2 separate regions of the Mus musculus genome follow, and region 2 is linked to region 1. A link is a contact called in public HiChIP or PLAC-seq data. All regions are on one chromosome and are shown on one strand. Each heading gives the region's core, a stretch centred on a gene start, on an enhancer-like site or on the middle of the called end of the contact. The rest is flanking DNA. Distances are from core to core; before and after follow the strand shown.

Region 1 (6,365 bases), core at 2,155-4,654:
GTCAGAGGTTTGAGTGGCTGCCCCTTTTCCTGCAGCAGAAGCCTTGCCTGGCCCAGGGCTATGCTGCTGTTTGCCCTCAACGATCTGCAGTGAGTGGGGCCTTGCTCTTCTCTGCCCTCCATACCTCGCCATCTCAGACTCTTCCCCTTATGGACAAACTAGAAGAAGTTGGTGAGTGCCTGCACAGAGGCCGTGGTTGGCTACAATCACACGATGCCAGACTGTGAGGTGTCCTCCTGCAATGGCGGCTGCCCTCGGCCTGGTGCAGCCACCACGGTTGTGGAGGATGTTGCTGAGAGAAATGCATCAGTAACTGTCATATTATGGCATTAATGAATTTACTGCATTTGGGGACTGGACTAGAACAGAGACACATTCCTGAGCCCCGTGGCCCTGAGCCTCTCTGATTTGTTAACCATATCTAAACAAGGAAAGAGCTTGTGAAAACCTCTTGTGTGGGCAGGGCAGCTTCTCAGAAAGTGACAACCTTAGTGTGCTCACCGTGTCCACCACCGAGTAAAGCATTTTACAGCACTTAACCCTTTCAGTATCCTCAGAGGGCACTGGCTGTGCTAAGGGGAGGCGGGCAATGTAGAGGAGAAAGAGGTACTTTCTGAAAGAAAGTAAAGAAGCCTGGAGGAGAGTGGATACCCGGGTGAGGATGTGGGACCTGGGCAGGAGTTGATTCAGGCAAGGGAAGGTAGACTCAGGCTTCTGTCTTCACTGGGGAGGAAACTGCCTGTAGTTATTCCAGGAGAGTGTTCTTTGAGATTGCTGCAGCCAAGTGACCTGGATCGTGTCTGCCCACGATGGCCTTTTGCTTTCCCATGTTTTTGCCTTTTTACACAGGTTCCTGGTCCTTGTTGTGGGAAATATTAAAAAAAGAACCATCACATTCCCATGTTGCACCCTGCTACTCTCTGACCCCGCGGGCTGGTCGGCCACACACTTGAGGAAAATGGCTGACCTGTTTTTATCTCATGGAGACTCTGACTCAGTGCTCCAAGATCTCTCCACCCAGCTCACTCAGTTCCTACAGGCAGGTTGCTACGACGCCAACCCTGTGCTTCAAATCTCCCATGGCCTTTGTGGTGCACATCAGGCAAACCCACGCTTTGCCGCTGTACCTTTCTCTCTTGAACCCAGATGAGCCACTATGTGAAGGAAAACACAACACAAACTTAGTTCAGAAACAATAATAACTTAATCACTGGGCACAACAATTAAAATCCTAATCTTGTAAGCCTTATTAAATCTAAATCATCCGGAGACACTCATAGCTACATCTTGTCCTCATGCTATCCCCGTCCAAAAGGACCTAACTCTCTTCTGCTTCCTCTCTTCCTCCATTCAACCCGGAAGTCCCGCCTACTCACCCAGTGATTGGCTCCTTTATTCATTAGGGAATTGGTTCACTAGAAGTCACCTGAGTACAGTGACTCACTCCTTGTCTGCAATCCCTCCCAGGTGAGTGGAATTAGCATCAACATACAAACAGCACCAGGCCCATCCGCATCAGGTCCTCACCACCTGCTCCCAACACCTACCTCGTAGTATGAGATGACAAGTTTCCTAAAAGTCAGTTTGGTTATGTTTGTTCTTACAAGCAAGAAACTGGAGGTCCAGAGATGGGAAGAGATCAAGGTCACATAGCAAGGCAGGACTGAAACTCACTTTGACTTTTGGTTCAATGCTGCGGACAAGAAGGACTCCGACAGCCACCTTCCCTGTGTTCAGCAATCTTTTCAGCTATTTCTTTTCATCTTTGTGTGAGGGAGGAATGTTGGCCCCACCTCTTTGTGTGATGGAAGCTTGGAGAGGCTGATAAATTGCAGCTGCCACCAGATTCCAAGCCACGAGAGCTTGTGGTCTTTGCTCCGAACTTAAAATGCCCAGTACTACCGTCACTCATGTGCCTGGTGAATGTAACTACTGCAGGTCCTTACCTTCCCTGTGTTCCTGTCAAGCTATGGCTAAGCTGAACCCTGCTCTTTCCCATCGTTAGAAGGTTGTTTACCAAATTATGTGGCTTACATGTGACTAAAGTGAAAACTCAGTATTCATCTCTCCAAAGGATTCCATGCCATGTCTGTCCCCAGGAGACAGTTGTCAGTGTTTGGGGCTGTATAATAGTCCCGTGTGGTAATTGATGTTCCTGGACTAAGGATGCTGAATATCACTTACTATCATGGTTCTATTCAAAAACCTAATCACAGTATCTATGTAGAACATGGTACTCCTGTAAAATGAACCTGCCTTCACAAAGACTTTGACAGTGTTTATAGTAAAAATTTTGACCCTGCATTGACTCTTGAGAAGGGCATTGGGATGGAGAGCCCTGTTACATTACTGTACACTGAGACACGATGGCAAAGCTCACATGGAAGTCTGACCCTGTGTAAATGTACCCTGCACAATGCGGCCCCTTTCTCTTAGCTTCGTTGTTCTTATTTACAGAACGGGAAGAATTGGTGGCTACCTTACAGGAACGTTGCACTATTTTAATGAGCTCATGCATGTAGAGTGTTCACAACAGTGACTCACACAGTTAATCCAATATTAAGATTAATTCTACCTACAACGTGATGCAATATTTAGAAGTATCAGAACCATTGTAGAGTGTTCTACAGTAGGGCCCGGAGAGCTGGCTCTGTTGGGAAAATGCTCACCTTCCAAGCACAAGGACTTAAGTTTGATTTTTGGAACCAGTGTTGTAGCATGTTATTGTAATCCCAATCCTGGAGAAGCAGAGAAAGACAGATCCCCGGGCCTCACTGGTGGGCCAGCCAAGCACAACGGGTGAGAGCCAGGCCAATAAGAGACACTGTCTCTCTCACAATGTCCATCTGCGGTAGGGAGGATTAAACGAAAACCAGATTCACGAACTCGGACATTTTTCTAGGTGTGAGTCATGCCTCTGGGTAGGGTTATTTATCTGCTCAGAGCCTGTCTACGGGACCTGGAATGACAGCAGTGTTCCTGGGAGGTCTACTTGTGTTTATCGTTTATGCTATGGTCAGGAATCAGAAGTAGCCAGGAAGCTCTGGAGTGATTCCATATTGCCTCCTTCAGTCTTTGATAATTATCATCATCATCACCATTATTATTATTATTATTATTATTATTACAGGGCTGGGATTGAACACAGCGCCTCATGCACATGAGGCAAGGGCTCTGCCACTGAGTTCCACCCCCAGGCGAGCTCCTTCACTCTTTGAGAGTGTTAGGGTGGTCCTTATAAATCCCTCAGCTGGACAGCTGCGTTTAGCAATGGGTGGTTGTGCTTCAAAGAGCCAGGTCATTTTAAAGGAATGTGAGAAGTTCATCTTTGGGGACAGAGATTAAACAGTGGGAAAGTAGGTAAGTGATGTGCTGCCCCACAAGGAGAGGCTATCTACGAGTTAACATTTCACTAGCTCCAGCAGAGAAGCTAATGACAGGGCTGCACCACACAGCTCTACTTAGAAGAGTCAGTGGTGAGTGGCAGAAATTAATTTATCATCAGTGCACAATCAGAGCCTCCCCACATGCCAGGATTTCCCCCCTCTCTTAGACAATTGCTTGCCTTTCTTGGTTGTCACTACATCTGAGAGTCGACGTAGCACACGCTGTATAAAAATAGGTCTGTGCTAAACATCACTCTGATGGTATTTTCATCTATAACTCAATCCACTGAAAGCCTAGTGTGTACTCAACACAGAGGTTTGCAGTTTCTCAAAGAGCAGTTCTCAGAATCACAAGTTGGTAATCAAAGATTTTTTTTTTTTTTTTCAAGATCCCACAAATAGAAAATCCCAAAGCCTGCATTGAAGGTATTTCTGCTATACACTGAGAGCTGAAGCTCATCTGGCTAACCAGGGGGAGCTGTCTCTAGAAGTGGGTGCTTCAGGGAATAAAGGCGTATGCAGCCCAAGATCCCCACCATGAGACATCGGTGGCAAGCATAAAAAGTGAAGAATCAGAATGGGCGGCCAGGGGCCTCTGTGGCAACCAGAGGAATGAGAGAATATGATCGCAGTGTTTATGAGGTGCCTCTTTGAGTTACTGATGTGCCCATAGTTAGGGCTTAGTTCTAATGCGTCTTAGTATGTGGTCAGACCAGGAGGGAAATCCAGGGATTTGCTTTTCCACAAATATTTATCAGTAGATGTTTCGGGATCTAAAATGGACAGTAGAGTAGGTGTGATTTACACAGGTGCTTGTCTTCGTGGGGGCGGGGAGACTGGATATCTCTTGAATAGAGTGGGCCGTGTTCCAGTTGCCCCTGGCTGGGATGCTGGCAACGTACTCTTGGGGGAAGAAGGCTCAGTGACAGAAGGACAGTTTATAGAGAGAGGGTGGTTAGAAAGAGCTGAATGTGTGAGGGTGGGAGGCAGCTCAGTGGGCTGTTTTAATCCCTGGCAACTCCCCTCTGCAGAGTTTCCATGGTAGAGTCTGGGGAATATTGCCCCAGCCTGGGGTCAAGAGGTTAAGTAGGAGCCTAGGCCTAGGCGTGGGCCTGTGGTCCAGCAGGAAGACCCTTGGTTTTTGTGACCAAAGAGGCTCAGAAAGCACTCAGGTTGAATTTATAGTAAAAGTACATGTACATGCCGGGAGGAACATGGCCATGATGGGGGTGAGGGTCGGGGAGGGGGTGGTGTGGGGGGTGTGCTAGTTAGGGTGGGAAGGGCTAGAAAGGAAATGGGTTCACTTTAAATTGCTGGGTCCAGATAACTGAATTACAAAGAACAGCATAGGTTAGTTTAGCTAACGACCTTGAACTCTGAGCTAGTCTTCCACAGCAACAACGACCACAACAAGCAAACACAGCAAACAACAACAACAACAACAAAAGGCTGCACTTGGTGTGACTAGTGAGGAGATGGAAAGGTCAAGCCTTAGGATGGGCAAGTGCTAGACTCAAGTGCTAGACTGAGCTTGTGTCCTCTGGGGGACATCCTTTCCTATTTCCCAAGTCGCCATAAGAGGGTGGGTCAGGAAGACAATGGCGAGAACCTGGTAGGTTCATAGATTAGAAACCGCTGCAGCCGGACAAGGGGGGAGATTTTCTTGAGGTGTGGCTTATGCTGCTGTAAATGAACCTGCTTTCTCAGTCCTAGGGGTAATGGTAAATGCCGTGATCCTATGACTTAAAAACAAAGAAATCTATTCTGCTTGTTTCCTGACCCTTCCTTTGACACTATTAGCGCAGGGTCCACCAGGGAGGTTTTATCCGGTTTTGTTGTTGTGGTGGTGGTGGTGGTTGTTGATAATGATGATGCTAACTTCATTTAGCAAGGGTTATTCTTCAAAATGCGTATAAATCTTGATCCACCCCACCAGGCAGGGGATAACCTTATCTTCTTATTGGTCCTGGGTTCCCGGCAAGTGATGCTAAGTCTATTGGGTGAGGAGAGGTCCAGCTGGTGTGGTGAATAAAGAAGCCAAGGACTGTTAGCAGGACCCATTTGCAGGCAGCACCCCAACAAGGCTGTTCTGAAGCAGAGTGGGGGTCCCAAGAGCTCCACAGAGGAAGCATTCTTATAGCAAGCTCTCAAGCCTGGCAACAGCCCTGTGTGTGATGCTGTGGAATGGCATCTCATGGGAGGTACCAATGTGTCCCATCCTTTACTCTCAGCATAGAGAGAGGAAACCATGTGAGCACGTACTGGCCCAAGCAAGGGAGCCATTTCAAAGTAGCCTCAAAGGGGATAAAATTCTCCGAAGAGGTAGTTAGGGTTATAGCTCAGTAGAACATTTCTCTAGCATCCACAAGGCTGTCATCAATCAATAGTGCTGAGATTGAAAAAAAAATCCTCTTGCCCTCTGGCATCTTCTCTGAATGTATTCAGTATATTCTTTGTTAATAAATCTTTGTTCCTGGGAGATGAATTAATTCTCACAAACCATCGAAAATCTTTAGACGTCAGGGCTAGTGAAGAAAACATTTGATCAAACCGTGCTCAGTGATGACATCTGGATATTCTTTTCTTTATTAAAAACTGGGCTAGGGGGCTGGAGAGATGGCTCAGTGGTTATGAACATGTACTGCTCTTACAGAGGACCTGAGTTCAATTTCTGGCACTCACTTTGAGCTGCTCACAATCTCCTATAACTACACCTCCAGGGACATTAATGCCCCTGGCTATCTATCTATAATCTAAATATTTAAAATATGGCCTTAAAACCAACTGAAACGAAGAGTTAAAATCGGTTTAAGAAATAGCGACCTAAATGGAGCCATCTTTCATGGCAAATGATCTCATAGCCATATGTAAGCACCAACAGATTTAAATAGATGTCCCTTCACCATCTTTCTCATATATAATGTCCCTATACTTACCAATATTTATTAACTCATACTGAATTCAATAGGACTTTCATAA
Region 2 (6,365 bases), core at 1,822-4,321, 150 kb after region 1:
TGTTCATCTGCTTGCAACGCTCTCTGTAGGGAGAGGAGTTGGGACGGTTGTAGACAGTGAAGAAGCACATGAGAAGATGCTCACCTAAGGTCTCCCCACCCCTCTTTCTTTCCCAGGCAATGAATCCATTAGAAATGATTCCAGACGAGGCACAAGGACACTCTTTTGCACCTGAGTAAAGCCTGCAGCACAGCCTCTGTGCTATGGTCCCTTTGCTGGTGGCTCCCACCCTGTGTTCGTAGCTCTCCTTGATGAAAGTGAGTCCTGCCTCTTTGGTCATCTCTCCAGTGAAACGTTCTGCTCACATTTGTCTGTTGGAGAGAGCCAAGGTTTCTGGCTCAGCCTGTTCCTCTTATGTCCAGGACCAATGACCTCACCATGTTTGGTCAATTAACACGCTGTTTCCAAATCAGCATCTATGGATGATGGATACATTGTTTGTTCTAGCATGACGATTGTGTGGCCAAAGATCACCTCTGGCACCAGCTTTGCTTTTGTTCTGAACACATTATTTCTCATCGCAAGTTTGAGAACAATCGGCTTATTGATCAAATGTAAGAATCAGGGGCGGACTTTGCCAGACTAAGGCTCGCTGGGTGCCAACCTGAAAGCTGGTGAATCTCCTTTTTGGAGTTGCATCTTTGGGCATGAGCATGGTGATGAGAGAATGTGCCTCTAAGTTCTTGGCTTTTTGTTGCTGTGCCTTGAAAATACCGTTCTCATCTCTGACTGAGGGACAACACATGGTAAACAGCTCACCAACTAGTTAGAGCACACCAGGTTGGATTACTTATGTCTTCTTTGGTTTTCTGTTGTGTGTACTTTTTGCTACCCTGCTTTAAACTCCTGGTGGACTATGCTATGAGCCCCCACCCAGATTCCCTTAGATTTCCAGATAAAATGCATGCACACACACACACACACACACACACACACACACACACACACACACACACACACAAACGCTGGTTAATCTTAAATGTCTTTGCTAACTCAATGAGTTCCCCAGTTCTCCTGATTCTCCTTGGTTCCTCCTTCTCAACTCTTAAGTATCCCACCCCCATCCTCAGTCATTGGTCACTGGTATTTTTATTGATTGATCAAGAACCAATTGGGAACAAGACCTTAGCATCAGAACCACTCCCTACAGTTCTCTCTCCTTGTGTAGACTTCCCCACCCCAGTTCCTCCCTGCTGACTTGGCAGGTAAGGAAGCATCCCACTTAGGTGAGACACCAAACTGAGGAAACAGTGGGGACTCACAGGGAACACACCTTCACAGGAAAGCAAGTGGCACAGGAAGACTGCCACATGGGTGTGACCTGAGACCCCAAGTGGAAGATTGAGGTGTGAGGACAGTTGAAATGACTCGATTCTTGTCATTTGAGGGCCCAACAATACAATCCTTCTCCGACTCCTTTCTAAATAAACATAGAGTCTCCATCTGTAGCTCAGGTAGATCTTGAACTCATAGCTTTCCTGCCTCGGTCTTCCCAGCACTGTGATTATAGGTGTATTCTACCATGCCACTCACATATAGCCAAATAGCTCAGTCTTACTTATTATGTGTGTATATGTGTTTGTGTGCACATGTGCCAGTAGAAATGCATGTATGCATATAGGCCAGAATTTGATGTTAGATATCTTCTTCTCTTACCTTATTTTTTGGAAACAGGGTTTCTCACTGAACTTGGAGCTTGCCAGTTCAGCTAAATTGGTTAGCCAACAAGCCTCAGGGATCCTCCTATCTCTGCCTCTGCCCCAGCTTGTTTTCTTAAAACATAGGTTCCCTGGGATTGAACTTGTGTCCTCAGGCTTGTGCAGCAAGCCCTTTACTGACTGAGCCATCCCCTCTCCTTAAGAGGTTCAGGATTTTGTTGAACTTGCCCTGTGATGGGAGAGCTGCCATCAGTGTTTGATGATCAACTTTGTGACGTATTTTCTCAGTAGTCCCTACCTAAAGGAAATGATCTATCAGGTACTCATTTTGGTGACGAGAGGACAGTAAGATGCTGGTGTGTGACATGAGATTCATTGTTCTCTCTCAATTCAGGAAAGGTGGCTGCAGGAAATGGACTCTGTGTTTATTCTGCTCTCTCTCCCTCTCTCTGGGTGTCTGTTGGCCTTGGCTCAGCTTCGAGCTTTCTGGGAACCCAAAGCCCTGGCTGATGGCGTTGTTGGACCTGGGTTCCTCTGAGGAAGATCTGTCTGAGAGAGAAGAGGAGATAAAGCTGAGACGTTAAATGTTTCCAACAAAAGCTATTAGGGCAGAATTTCCTGATTCAGCACTTCCCGGCATTTTTTGAGGTTTCTCCACAGACAACGTACAGTTACTTTTTTTTGTATGTGTGCATGTGGTTTTCTTTATTTAGTTTTTTTCTCCCCCTAAGCTTATGGGTTTTCTTTGATGAGATGGTTGTGCAATCCTGGCATTGCCAGGAAACGCTGGTAAGTTGCTGGTGGCTGCTTACGCTCAGTGCCAGGGGAGACCCAAGCATGGCTCCTGACTCTCAGTGGTGGGCAGAACTGCTATCACCTGTGTACCCCTGAGCTGGGCTCCTGGCAGCTACAGCTCTTGAGCTCTGTCCCTTGCTAGCACTGTGGAGCTTGAGTTTATTGACTTATGAGTCACATGGTCCTTGGCTTTTGTGCTGGGTTGAGCTGTATCTTCCCACAGTGGTATGCTGAAGTCCCTGTTCCCTGTACGACAGGATGTGACCAGATTATTGTGAGACATTGTTTCTGTTCAGCCGTTCCACTCCTGGGAGCTAATAATCTACTCGGAGGCAGAAAGCCTTCATAGGAAACAGGTCACAAGGCACGGCATTACAGAATTTCAGGACCGCAGAATCTGTGCCCTGGAGCAGCCAAGCAGTCCTTGACAGTGGCATCTCCTTAGACACACAGCTGGGTTCCCAGAAAGCCATCGTCTGGCCTCTCTCCCTAGACTGGTGAGTTTCTCTGTGCCTAAGCTTTCTTCTTTGCAAAGCTAGGTTTACTTGTACGGATTTTACGCTTGATAAGAGAATGGTCAGGCAGAGGGAGACAAACTGTAGCTTCAAGAGGACAGAGTGCCTCCTCACTGACCAGGGAAGATGTGGCTGGTTTATGGAAGAAGAATCTCATGGGCGGACAAATGCTCGAAGCTCACCGACAGGACCCACCACCAAGGGATTAGAAAGGACTGCACATGGCCCCTGACATAAAGAGGCTTATTTGTCTAGAGGACCTCATCTGTCAAAGTGAGCTGGGAGAGGCCATCCGAGAATCACAGTGTTTTGCCAGGTGTTAAGGAAGCACTAGGTCCTGATCCTAGGTTGCAGTCCTGTTTGTGGGGCTCCCCTGCTTCCGGCGCTCCCCTGCTTTGGAGATTTCTTTCTTTCTCGTTTCATCCTCTGTAAGGACAAAGACAAAGACCTGGCTTCAGGGTCCTGCCACACACGAGCTGTGCAGCCGTTTGTGAGATTTCAAGTTTGCTTGTGCTCAGCCTTTTCATTTTCATAAACGAGAAAAATAAGACCTGCTTTTAAATGCTTCTGGCCTCAGGTCTAAATGGAAGCCAGCATAGCATGCCTATCATAGCAGAGAGTGATTGGTCAATGTCCACCATGTTCACATAGGTGATTTGACTCTGGTATGGCATCTGGGGCGAGTGGTGACTCTTAGTAGCTGGTCTTGAAATTCATTTCAGGATAGGTACTGTCCACTTTGTTCAAGAGTTGGGGTAGCACTGATCTCTGAGAAGCTGAATCTGAAGAAGAGTCTAGCCAAGGGATCTTGGCTTTCTCCAAAGTTCATGGACTTAGGCTAGCAGACCCTGAACACTCATGCTGTGGCCAGGGGCAGCAATAATGACTGCCTGGGCCCATATTACTTCTTCTCTTCTGCCACTGGCCTGAACCAATACAACCAATTGTTCCACTCTTCCATTTGGTAACCTGGAAACTTCTGAAGATCTATGACAACCGCATTGCCATTTCTGAGGAGAAAATGAACAAAAAGACAGCTATGTGGCAGAGGCAAGGATCAGGCAAGTCTCCAAAATTTGGCAGAAAGGGTTGGGGTTTGAAAGACAAATGTAACTAGAAAAAGAACTTGTTCTTCCTCCTTCTACCCCCATCCCCACAACCACCCCATCTCTGGGATTCTATTTCCAAGATATTTAATTTTGAAAACTTAAACAAGAAAGTGGTTTTAATCTTCAAGGGCTCTCATTAATCACCGTGCCTGGCCCAGTGGAGAGAGAGAGAGATGACTCACTTTTACAGTTGATTTCGTGGTAATGGAGGGTCAAGGCCTGCCCCTACACTGCCCCTTTGTCGAGCTAATGGAGAAAGCTCTCACTGAGGAAGCACCCATTCTGGAGCAATTTTTCAATGGAAAATTGCTGACAGGAATAGCCACCGACAAGAAAAGATTTCTCTTAGGGAAACAAAGTAAGTGGCTCGGCAGAATTAGAAACACAGAGCCTGCCTTGAAGAGTTGTGGGGTTCAATGGCAGGATAGAGCAAAGGAAAGGCTTTGGTGTGTGCCATATTAAGTATCTCTGCAATAAATAATGAATCTTTACTACAGCCCTTCTTGGTGCCAGGCACTGTGCTGGGGACCTTTTCTATGTCATTGTTTGATCCTTATATATTATGTGACAGGTGACATCATGTCCCCTCATTTACGGATACAAATTCTGACATGCATGCCAAATGACTTGTTCTATAAATGACTTTTCTCATTGATATAATAAAAGACCCAACGAAAGCAACTTAAGGCAGCCATGGTTTGTTCTAGCTTACTGTTTGAGGGGCTACAGTCTTCACAGTGGAGGTGTGTGAGTCAGCTGCTCAGATCTCATCTACCATGAGGAAGAAGAGAGAAATGCATGCTAGGAGATCACTCGCTTCCTACTTTTTCTTCAGTCTGGGAATCCCAGCCCGAAAGATGTTGCTGCACACATACAGGGGGATCCTCTTCAGGTAAATCTCTATGGAATACCTCCACAGATGCACTCAGAGACTCATCTTCTAGGTGCATCTCCAAATCTAGTCAAGCCGACAACAAAGATGGACCATCACAGTTGCTAAGGCCTCACAGCTAGTAAGAGATAGAACCAGGCTCTGTATCCATATGGTTTGGTGCTGAAGCTGAAACACACTTCCACTCACCGTGAAGTAGGCAACACAAGCTCACCTCTCTAGGCTACAGGCTGAGGGCTTGCTGTAATGGAGCAATGGGTCACTTTCCATTTGCAGTGACTACTGGGGATTGTGGAGGAGAGTAGTGTGCTGTCCCACTACTTTCCACAGAACAGTCTCAGGATCTGTTTTTAGAGGTTTGGAGTGCTGCAGCACCAGTGGGTGAGAGGATGGGCTGTTGACTTACTGTGCAAGCCAGTCTTCAAGAGTTTAAGGATTTTAAAAACCATCGATTTGGGTCCTGGCTAATTTCATCAACGCGAGGTAAGCCGTTGCCAGCCCACAGGTGGTCTGTCCCAGCTCCCTGGTAGAGCTCAGTATGGGCAGAGCTGGGCAGGGTTGGTATGGGTTCTATAGAGGGTCTGTTCCAGATGTTCTGGGGCTTGGAGGAGTCTTTTCCAGATCCTAGGGTGGAGGTGATGCTGGGGTCTCCCTCATATTGTGAGAACACTTGGAACACTTAAAAAAAGAAGTTGGCTCTCCTATGGGTGAAGGGAGACTTGCCTTATGGGAAGGTTTGCAGGGATGTAAGCCTAGCAGTTTCTATAAAATGTCTACATCCCCAACTTGGAGAACCGGCTCGGGCGGGGGGGGGGTGCGGGGGGGGGGGGACCCGTTGGGTTGGAATTGTCCGATTCGGTGACTCCCAAGCCAGGCTTTGGGTCCCCCTTCTAACACTCCTGACTTCCCCCGTTGCCTTCTGGGGGAGGCTGGAGCAGACGGCATGTTCAGGAACACCTTAATGATGTCAGGATACTTTTCATTGCTCATTTATCACTTAGCAGTTCAGATTTGTAGTGCACTCCCCGTGTTCGTTCTCCCTTTCACACGGACAATGCATTCTTTCAACAGTGTGCAGCTCCGTGGGAAGGGCCGTGCTGAAAGCAAAAACAGTGGTGCGTGCAGCCTGCTCCCCTTTGGGGGAGAGGGGGTGGGAGGGGCAGGTGGGGACCAGATGCCTGGCCACAGCTGAGGGAGGGGGATGAGCACACGGAGCAGCCACTTCTGGTTCCACTTACTCATTTCTCTGCGCTGAAAGGTGTCATATAAATGCTAAATAGAACAGAGAGAGATAGGGCCTATCTATCTGCGTTTCGGCTAATGTGAGCAGATGGAGATAACAAAGCCGCTTTAGCAGATGAGGTTCACCTGCCCTGCCGGGGCTAAGGTCCGTCTT

The links. HiChIP or PLAC-seq counts read pairs in DNA pulled down with a chosen protein or histone mark.
Region 2: a FOXA1 HiChIP or PLAC-seq map of pancreatic cancer cells shows a contact between it and region 1. The contact joins two enhancer-like sites. A contact is called at or near these places in 3 of 484 Hi-C or Micro-C datasets (the AML12 cell line, megakaryocyte progenitors and nephron progenitors) and 3 of 115 datasets of contacts at active chromatin or transcription factors (differentiating embryonic stem cells, extraembryonic endoderm stem cells and pancreatic cancer cells).

The regions. Positions count from the first base shown.
Region 1 is chr13:97,354,212-97,360,576 of GRCm38.p6, forward strand. No RefSeq gene overlaps it. Among named protein-coding and RNA genes, the nearest start is that of Gm33447, 19 kb to the right of the region's middle. Within about 2 kb of position 3,405, at least 15 of the 459 cell types and tissues checked have an H3K27ac peak or open chromatin away from gene starts, as enhancers often do. A contact at or near this core is called in pancreatic cancer cells, where this site is marked.
Region 2 is chr13:97,508,485-97,514,849 of GRCm38.p6, forward strand. No RefSeq gene overlaps it. Among named protein-coding and RNA genes, the nearest start is that of Gm41030, 16 kb to the right of the region's middle. Within about 2 kb of position 3,072, at least 69 of the 459 cell types and tissues checked have an H3K27ac peak or open chromatin away from gene starts, as enhancers often do. A contact at or near this core is called in pancreatic cancer cells, where this site is marked.